2 separate regions of the Triticum aestivum genome follow, and region 2 is linked to region 1. Evidence: chromatin contacts called from public Hi-C data. All regions are on one chromosome and are shown on one strand. The core of a region is the stretch at or near the end of the contact, and the rest is flanking DNA. Distances in the headings are between cores, read along the strand shown. Region 1 holds the start of LOC123062370 (senescence-induced receptor-like serine/threonine-protein kinase). Region 2 holds the start of LOC123062372 (probable LRR receptor-like serine/threonine-protein kinase At1g51810).

Region 1 (4,804 bases), core at 679-3,178:
TGTGTAATGCACACACAGTATAGTACATTATATCTTACTGTCATTGGAGTCAGTCGTGAGGTTATCCATCCGAACTAGAGAGTACAGCTCGAACGCATTGATGAGCGGTGGGAGCACCGAGTTGTTGGTCTTGTTCAGAAGGAAGGAGGCTGCGGGGTTATGCAAGAAGCGCCCATTCTGGTGCATGCTGTCCACCTGGGATCGCGAAGGTGAGAAGTCTGGGAACAACAATTCGTCGCCGCTGTAGATGTTGAAGGACCTATTCGGATTGTTGTCAACGACCTCGGCAAAGTGGAAGATCGGGAGAAGCTGCAGGTTCGTTGGGTCCAGGTTGGGACCTGCTGCCACGCGAACGCTGTAAAAGGTGTTGTTCGTGTCTACGGTCGTGGCGTTCTGGAGGATGGCTTGCGGTACCTGGAAGGCGTCATTGCCTGGGAGCCTCTTCACTTCATTGCTAGTGTTGAGGGTGATCCAGGGGTAGGCCTTGTAAGTGGAAAACCAAGCCTCCCAGAACCGGTCGTACGGGTCCAATGGATATCTGCATCCCACACAAAGACATTAGTTTTTATTAGAAGTGATTGCAAGGATTCAGGAAACACAAAGACCAAATTTAAACCGTTGTACCACTCAAATAAATAAATAAATAAACCATTGTCAGGCATAATTAAGATCAAATCCAAATTATTATGGATCTCAGTCTTGTCTCACCTTGTGATATATTCAGTGGCATTACCAAATCTGAACCGTTTAAAGTAGCTGATTGACACCGAAGAATTCACAAAAGGGTACATCACATCTTGCAGTGGCCTCAGCTCCAACGAAGACACGAACGGTGTCCCTGTACCGAAGTTTATCAGACAGACCGACAGGTTGTTGCCAGGAGCAACGGTGAGCACCTCCTTCCATATTGTGTTTGATGGATCTGAATTTGTCAAGTTCACCGCCTCCCAGAAATTGACACCGATATGGAGCCCAAACCGAAAAAGCGACCCGCTCATAGTACTGTTCAACCCATCATAGTCGCCGTAAGTAAACAAGGCCCTCACCAGAAACTTCTTACCAGTGGCGGATGGCAGCGTGTAGCAATTCCTTGAGCTCTGAGGGAAGCTTCTCAAGGTTTTTTGTTGCTCATTCGTGGCATCAGCCATGAACTCCGTTGAAATCTTGTGGCTCAATCCACCATCGACAAATCCATGATCAGAATGGTACTGTATTCCTGTTGTGCTGTCGTTGTAGGTGCGTCTGTTTCCGCAATCGATGCTTATGAACCCTGCACAAGGAGAATTTATATCAGTTTCATGTGTTTCAAGTTTAAGATCTACACCAAGATCATGGATGGTGTGACTAGATATTCAGTAGATAATACTCCTAGTATGTTATCGCTAAGGCTTCAGTAAAGTGGGAAGTGTTTCTTAAATTGCACTCCAAAGTAAACTAAAGAATGCAGTGGGGCACATCACCCGAAGTAGACTGGCCATAGACTCGGGTCATCATGAACAGCAAGGCCAAGATCCCCGTCAGTTTTCTACTTGCTGAGCAACTGAAGCTGATCACCATGGTACTCTTGGGTTCTTGCAATGTTTGCAAGCGATCATGCAAAAAGTAAGCGTTTATGTTTCTCTGCTACAAATGTATTGTGTACGCACTTCTGTTCATGATTCTGTACGTAGTTATATAGCAGAGAAACACAACTTAGTATTTGGATTGACTTGGCCTCGGCGCTGGATTAACAATGTGGATGAAACAAAACGTTCTGTTCATCAGTAGGTAGCCTTTTCATCATGTAAGAAATGCAACTTGCATCTCACCTAAAAACTGAAAATGCAACTGGCCAAGTTGTCATGGAGTTTAGTTTGACTGGATCTGCGCTAACGTACTGCCCATCAGCGTCATAACGAAGTCCCAGCTCAAGATTGATGCATTTTTTCTTGGCGAATACGCATAGCATGCGTATCATCCATTTAAAGAAGAGGACGGCGAGATGCCGGTTACGAGATTGGTTCATTTTTGGCGAACCATGCACGCGGCTTGCTCCTACAGCGATGAACCAGTCTACTGTGGTAAATTCAACGAGAGTAACAAAGTGTATATCAGTAGATCAGTAGTTTTAAGACAAAAAGAAGAGGGCAACTTGCAAGACCAGTTCGTCGACGTTGGCCAAACCCAGCGAGACCTAACTCCGCTGACGTAAGAGTGAGCGGCAGCACGCATGCCGGCATGCGTCCCCTCAAGCTGTGAAATCTCAATTGGTTGTTTTACCCGTGAATTTTCCATCAGCATGCGGTTGGGCAATGCATGTCGGATTCTGATGTTTCCTGGGGAGGACGCAGCGCACTTCCAGTGTTTTGTGGACCAGCAGGCCCCGCGAGCAAAGCTCTGGTAGCATCTTGCAAAGCGTTGTTTCAAAAAGAAAAAAACCTCTTGCAAAGCGGATCAAAGAAAACTACAGAACAAAGCTAAAGCACCAACAATGTACAAGACATACGTACATGCCAGTTTACAGACCGATGAGCGGAACTCAAGCTGCAGGTGGAGGTGGGACTAAGTGGGACTAATTATCCCATCCCACTTAAGTAGCATTAGTGGACTCTCATTGGATTTGAAAAATATTAAGTGGGCTAGCCCTATTAGCCCATTGGGACCCCACCATAACCCACTATTTACTTGAGCCTTGAGTTTGTCTCAAAAAAAAAATCTTGAGCCTTGAGTGCCCAGCCGAGAGTGGATAGAGCAAGCCGCACGAGTGCACAAATTCCAGGCGGCGGCGGTGCTCCACTTCGCCGCCGCACCTTCTTGGCTACTCCTCGCACCACCACCTCACACCTTGCCCCTCCTCTGACTCAGACGTTCTCCCTCTTTGCCTTGCTCCGCCGTCCCCATCAAGAATCACCGGTCCCTTCTCTCCAACTCGGGAGGCGCCGCAGCGTAGCAGAGGTACTCCGAGCGCCGCTGCTGATGGACGCCGTCGCCACATCCCATCCTCTTTCGCCTCGCACTCAGGTCCTTTCGGTCTCCACTGCCTCGCATCTTCTACCCCGGTCGGACGCGACCCCTAGGTCATCGGCTGCAGGTAGTCCATCAGATTCATTCAGGCTCGATTCATGTTTCTCTTTCTGTTAAGAGTCAAGACTCAGATGCTGATGGATTGCTCATGTATTCAGATGTTTGTTTTCCTTCCAAGTTCAGAGTCAAGATTTACTAAAATTAACTTTCCCCCCTTCTGTTTCTATTAGAGATGTACTGATTCATGAAGAGAAAATTTGTAGTCTGTAACTGGCAATTTGTGATAATACAGCAGGTTCTTTCCTTCTTAGTCCATGTTTTTAGTTGCAAATGCATTTGTTAAGTGGGATCCCACTTAGTCCCACATAATTTATGTTAGTTTTGGTGGGGTGCCCACTTTTTTAACACCAAACCGTATTGGGACTAGGTGGATTGTGGTGGGACTCCCACCTACAGTCCCACTTGCAGCCTGAAGCGAAAGCATAGGAGTGGCGGAACCACAACCAGAGGCTTCGAAGAAGCTGATCCAAAGCAAACTTGCGTCACGTACAGAAAAGCATGGGGTTTCATGACAGAGGCCCCCACCGAACTACCGCCGAAGAGAGCCCACTGCCCTCTTGCTCTGGACCGTGGAGTGGGAACCATGTGGGTGTAGTTTTGACCAGAAAGCTTACGACGAGGACCCGTGTCGAGGATAGGGGACAAACAAAACCACCAAGCGATGGTGCCAAAGAAGCATCGGGTCAAGATCCAAGCCTTACCCCCTGCCCTGCGTCGCTCCCCCGCGGGCGACCCAAACCTAGCCGCCAGAACCTACCCCCACCCGCTCCCTCTCCCCCCGCCGCCGCCGGCGGGCGCCGCCGGGCAAAGCCCGCGCGGTGCCGGTGGCGGCGGGATCTCCTTCGCCCTTGGCTGGAGCGGGGGCCGCGGGGGGCCTCTTCTTCGCTCAAGACGGCGGATCCCGGAGGCCGGCGTGTCGGATGGCGCTGCTGGCGGTGGTGGCGTGGGGCAGCGCAGCCGCTGGCCGGTGGAGGCGCGTCGTCGTGGCGGAGCGCGCGTGCCGGTGACGGCGCGGCGTTTCTCTCGTGGCGGGACTCGTCTTGGCCAGATCTGCTGCTGCTGGTGGAGTAGGATGGCGGCGGATGCGCGACATGGAGTCTGGCAGGGCAGCGAGCTTGGACAGAGCTGGCAGCAGTGTGGCGGTGTGCTTGGGCGGTGGCGGCGTCATCTGGAGGCAGCGTAGCAAACCCACGGCCAGGCTGGTGGTGGCGGCGCTGCAATGGCTCGGCCAAGATGGAGTCTTGGCGAGCAGCGAGTGGCCGGCCTCCTCTGCGCGGTGTGGTGAGTGGCGGGGCTCTCTTGGTGGCGCGGCTTGGTTCTTCGCGGAGGAGCGGGTCCGTCTGTCGCAAGGCCAGCCTTTGGAGTGGGTGTAGGCAGTTGCGGACGGTCATGGACCCTGCAGGAGGTGGGGGTGGCTGCAGTCTCTTGTTCAGGCTGGGAGTTGGTGCGGTGGCCGGGTTCTTCTTGGTCATGCATCCGGTCGTCAGTCCTCAGCTTTGTGGCTACTTCGACTTAGAGTTGCGGTGGCGGCGGTGCGAGGCAAATTGGACGGTGTAGCCCATTTCCAGGAGGCGTGGTGATGTGCGTTTGCGCGGATGAAAATCCTGCTCGGCTTATGCCAGGCCGGCGGCGATGGCACCTGTGGGTGTCATTTCCTTCTTGAAGGCGTCGCCGAGGTGTGTGCGCCGTGCCCCTCGCTCACTTGGAGTTGGTGGCTGTCTCCGGGCGAAAGCCTCGATTC
Region 2 (4,804 bases), core at 1,049-3,548, 220 kb after region 1:
TAAGATATGTGACTGAGTGTCTCTTGCTAATGTAATGCGCTTCAAAGGTTAAACATATTGAATTGTGATATTTAGGTTCCAAAATGTAAATATGGGACAGTCCTGGTTATTTTCTTACACTGCGACAATCATCGGATTCTGGTTGCTCTTAGAGTAGTCGCAAGTCAAACCTTCCCACGAATACTCTCTTGGGGAGCATGGATCTCCATTCCAGTTTATTCGTGCCAAATTGTAGTGTTTCTTGACTTCCTTCATGTAAATGACTACAACACCCAAAAGACAATGGAAACAAATATGAACAGAATAAATAAAGCTGTATATGTTGGCTATGGGCGCTCATATATATGTATTAAAAAGAATATAAACATTAACTTAACCAGTTGCAAAGTTATTGCATATCCAAGTTTTTTCTACTGAACAGAAGTGAATAAACTGCATGATGATCATGTGAATCTGCCACATATACATGTATAATGCACGTGCATTGTATGCACTGAGCTCACCATCGTCGGAGTCAGTGGTGAGGTTATCCATCCGAACGAGCGAGTACACCTCAAACGCGTTGATGAGCGGTGGGAGCCTCGATCTGCGTGTCCTGTTCAGGCGGAAGATCGCAGCAGGGTTGTTCAAAAACCGCCCATTCTGGTGCATGCTGTCCACCTGGAATCGTGACGGTGAGAAGTCTGAGAATAGCAAGTCGTTGTCGCTGTAGATGTCAAATCTCCTGCTCGGGTTGCTGCTGTTGATCTCAGCAAAATGGAAGATGGGAAGAAGCTGCAGGTTCTTGGTGTCCAGGTTGGGACCCACTGTCACATTGATCTCGAAGAAGGAGAAATTTGCGTCTAGGGTTGAGGCCCGCCGGAGGATGCCCTCCGGTACCTGGAAGGCTTTGTCACCGGGTAGCGGCCTTACTTGATTGCTAGTGTTTAGGGCGATCCAGGGGTAGGCGTTGTAGGAGAAAGACCAGCCCTCCCAGAACCGGTCGTACGGGTCCAATGGATATCTTGATCACACACAAAGACAAGGGGAGAACAAGTAAATAGCTAGCCCAATAAACTACTTTCTGGTTTGTACTTAAAGGCAGCAGCTATGGCAACTGACAAACCCACTTTCTTGTCACCTTAAGATGACATTAATTTTTGTTAGAAGCAATTTCAGGTTTCAGGAAACAGATTAAGGGGCAATCACTTTAGTTGTGCCGAGCTTGCCAGCCGAATTTAAAAGCATCGTCAGGCATTATTAAGATCAAATCCAAAATTACTATGGATGCCAGCCTTGTCTCACCTTGTGATAAATTCAGTGGATTGACCAAATCTGATTCGTCTAAAGTAGCTGATTGACACCGAAGTATTCACGAAAGGATACATCAAATCTTCAAGTGGCCTCAGCTCCAACGAAGACACGAACGGAGTCCCTGTACCGAAGTTTATCAGACAGACCGACAGGTTGTTGGCCGGAGCAACGGTGAGCACCTCCTTCCATATTGTGCTTGATGGATCCGTATTTGTCAAGTTTACCGCCTCCCAGAAATTGACACCGATATGGAGTCCAAACAGAAACAGAGACCCATCCGTAGTCCGGTTCAGCCCATCGTAGTTCCCGTAGGTAAACATAGCCCTCAGCAAAAACTTTTTACCAGCGGCGGATGGCAGCGTGTAGCAATTCCGCGAGCCATGAGAGAAGCTCCTCAAGACCTTTTGGTTCTCATATACGGCATCAGCCATGAGTGCTGCTGAAATATTGTTGCTCGCACCGCCATCGACAAATTCAAGGTCAGGAAGGAACACGAGTCCTGTGAGGGTGTCGTTGTAGGGACTACTGTTTGTGAATCCACAATCGATGTTTACATACCCTGCGTAATGGAGAGTACGTATCAGTTTCATGTGTTTCAAGTTTAAGATGATCATGGAATGTGCGACCAGGTATTTGGTAGCTAAGAATTTGTTGACATCTAAGATTTCAGAGTGGAACTTCTTAAGTTGCAAGCTAAAGTAAACTGAACTCTCCATGCAGATGGAGCAGAGCTAATAGAGGTGCAGGGTAGAAGGGAAACGCTGGAAGTATTGTATTACCAGAGGTAGAAGACTGGCCATGGACTTGGATCATGGTGACCAGGATGAGCAGCAGCGCCAGGATCCATGTCAGCTTTGTCGTTGTACTTGCCGAGCAACCGAAGCTGATCGCCATGGTTGTGCCCAGTCCTCGCAATTTTTGGAAGCAAGAAACAACCGTCCGGTACAAAAGGCTTGTGCAGCTATATAGCAGCGAAAACACCAATGTGGTATATTTTTGTAATGGTTTGTTGGGGTTTTGAGTATTTAGTTTGACTTGGGCTTGGGCTTGGCCTTGAATTTAACAAATGTATAGAAAGCAATTTTTTTTTGCTCATCAGTAGGTAATTGCAGGTCGCAGCACTTGTTTTCTCTAGCACACCAGACTGGTTCAGAGAACCGTCAACGTCCGTGGCTTTAGATATGGGCGACATGCAGGCCCGATTCGCCCGCCCACACAAACAATTGTGCCCGAGTTGGGACTTGGCTATCAGGCTGACGAGCGGTTCGTTGGCCGCATACGGAAGACTGCAGAGCACCGCGACATTTGGCGTGCGGCCTATCCTCCATGCCAAGCTGGAATTTCTTTTCTTATAAGATGGATGCAAGTTGCATCAATTTCTTTCACCACAAGGCTCATCAGATAAAAAAGGAACAAGTGGCAGCTAGACCGACCGATTCGCAGGGCGATATAAGAACGACCGGGTGTGAGTTCGGAGGACGCATGTCCGCCGGCCGGTCGGTCTCAAATGTCAATAGGATGCTTATTATTTTTATTACCATGATGAATATCGAGTTTCATCAGCACGTACGTGGAGGATGGCACTTGGTCGCGCGTCACAAACAAAGGGCAGGGCAGGTAGAAGTAGAATTCATGAGCGAGCGGCGACTGTATGTATATTCGGGATCTGAACTTGGTTTCAATCTGGTTTGGGGCAGGTGCCCCTGTCCCGCTTACGTCGAGAAACCGCGTCAACCAACTCCACAGGTTATCGACAAGGCGGCAAGCACAAGCCGTCCCGGCGGACGGCGACGGCTTCCTCGCCCTGTGCCGGCCGCGGTCACCGCGAAACGGCGGCGCACGGTCGGCAGGGCCACGCGCGCTCTCTGCTGGCGGCGCACGCGGAGGCAAGCCGATAAACACGAGTGATTCTAGGCGGTGGCACCAGGCCAGGGCGGTAGGGGGCCTACACGCGCGACCCGACTCGACTCTCGCATTTGGGGATCGGGGGACCAGATTGCACATCGTTTTCCGTTTGAGGGACCAGATTGCCCTCTGCCGTCGCCGTCGCCGTCGGGGGTGGCGGCCATGGGTTCACGCACGGCGCGGGTTTGCCCCGCCCCCTCCCCTTCCCTTCCACAAGGCCACCGCCACCGCCACAACAGCTCGGAGCTCGGCCAGGAGGCACTGCAGTAAGCGGCCGAGTCGAGGAGCCGCCTGCGGGCGACCGGCGAGGAGGGTTAGGTATGTCATGCGGTTGCATTTCTTCCCCTGCATTCGCATCAGCCTCTTCGTACCTCAGGTGCCAACTCGCTCATACTTACTAGAGTCAGTAGTAGCTCCAACTCGGGAAATGCTCAGAGGATTTGGTAGTAGGAGGGCGTATTTTAATCCGATTCAACAGCATTGCAAAGAGGGAATGGGGGATTGGGGGTAATGAAAATGCCGAGTTCTTAAGCTGCAGTGTTTAACTTGTTTTAAATTTGGTCTGGAACCTAATGTGCGAGTGCCAATTAACAGATCACCGAGTTCTCACATGGAAGAAGACTACATCCTATTTGAAAATTCCTTGAACAAAAATACCAAAGTTTGCACAATTCTTTTACCCCTCATCCAAACAACAAGCAAGATCAGAAAATGGAAACAAAATGACTGGATTTCTGTTTATCTACAACCAATCATGACAAGTTGAGCAAACTACCAAACTTTGTCTAAGCAGACGCAACAATAACTCGCATGCATTTTCCTTTCACCGTCCAGATAAGGGGACCAGTTGTGTCATCCGACTGGTATAGCCAGACTGGAAGGAGCTGGAGCTCTCGTCGTTGACTTCTCCAGAAATCAACAGCTGGAACTGCTTTCGCATTTCATCATTCATGGACTTCGTGGAGGACGGGGAAGCATACTGTTTCTGGCTTGGAGTTGTTGGCAACAACACTTTTAGCCTTGAAACAACCTCGGTCATGCTTGGCCTGTCGATGGCTGCACTCTCTACGCAGTTCATGGCAAGATCCACCACGCTCTGCAGGGCATTGGCGTCGTACTGATCCAACAGCCTCTTGTCCACGATATCTTGAATACTGCCTTTCGCAATCTTTTGGCGTACCCAGTTTGGTAGGTGGTAGGTGTGAGGGTCCATCAATACCGGGGGCTTGCCAGTGATGATCTCCAAGAGCACGATGCCGAAGCTGTAAACGTCTGTCTTGATGGTGAGCTGGAAAGTTGCATGGTACTCAGGGTCGAGGTAGCCGAGAGTGCCAGCAGCAACTGTAGATATATGTGTGTGCGCATCATTGAAAGCCCGCGAAAGCCCAAAATCAGCTATGATCCCCACCAGGTTCTTGTCCAGAAGGATGTTGGCGGTCTTGACATCTCTGTGAACTATTGATGGGGTGCATGACTCATGTAGATATTCCAGTCCTGTAGTTTACTTTGTCAACATATGCATACATCACCTAAAAGAAAGCATGCAAATGAAATGTGAACCTTGTGCCGAATCAAGTGCAATATGAAGTCGCTGTTCCCAAGTCAA

What was found. A called contact is a pair of places that touch in the nucleus more often than the background predicts.
Region 2: a Hi-C map of leaf shows a contact between it and region 1, with 3 times the contacts expected there. The contact joins the promoter of LOC123062372 here to the promoter of LOC123062370 in region 1. A contact is called at or near these places in 3 of 5 Hi-C or Micro-C datasets (all in leaf) and 1 of 1 datasets of contacts at active chromatin or transcription factors (leaf).

What each region holds. Positions count from the first base shown.
Region 1 is chr3A:582,030,456-582,035,259 of IWGSC CS RefSeq v2.1, forward strand. LOC123062370 (senescence-induced receptor-like serine/threonine-protein kinase) reads right to left here and starts at 1,929. Exons shown (of 12, transcript XM_044485852.1): 1 at 1,461-1,929; 2 at 709-1,270; 3 at 39-538. The coding sequence starts at 1,557.
Region 2 is chr3A:582,247,571-582,252,374 of IWGSC CS RefSeq v2.1, forward strand. LOC123062372 (probable LRR receptor-like serine/threonine-protein kinase At1g51810) reads right to left here and starts at 2,299. Exons shown (of 12, transcript XM_044485854.1): 1 at 2,073-2,299; 2 at 1,285-1,852; 3 at 504-1,003; 4 at 119-263. The coding sequence starts at 2,187. It overlaps LOC123062373 (a long non-coding RNA gene), which reads left to right. Exons shown (of 2, transcript XR_006429642.1): 2 at 2,014-2,427. It overlaps LOC123062374 (a long non-coding RNA gene), which reads left to right and starts at 2,900. Exons shown (of 3, transcript XR_006429643.1): 1 at 2,900-3,516. LOC123062371 (senescence-induced receptor-like serine/threonine-protein kinase) reads right to left here. Exons shown (of 12, transcript XM_044485853.1): 11 at 4,759-4,804; 12 at 3,810-4,692. The coding sequence ends at 4,022.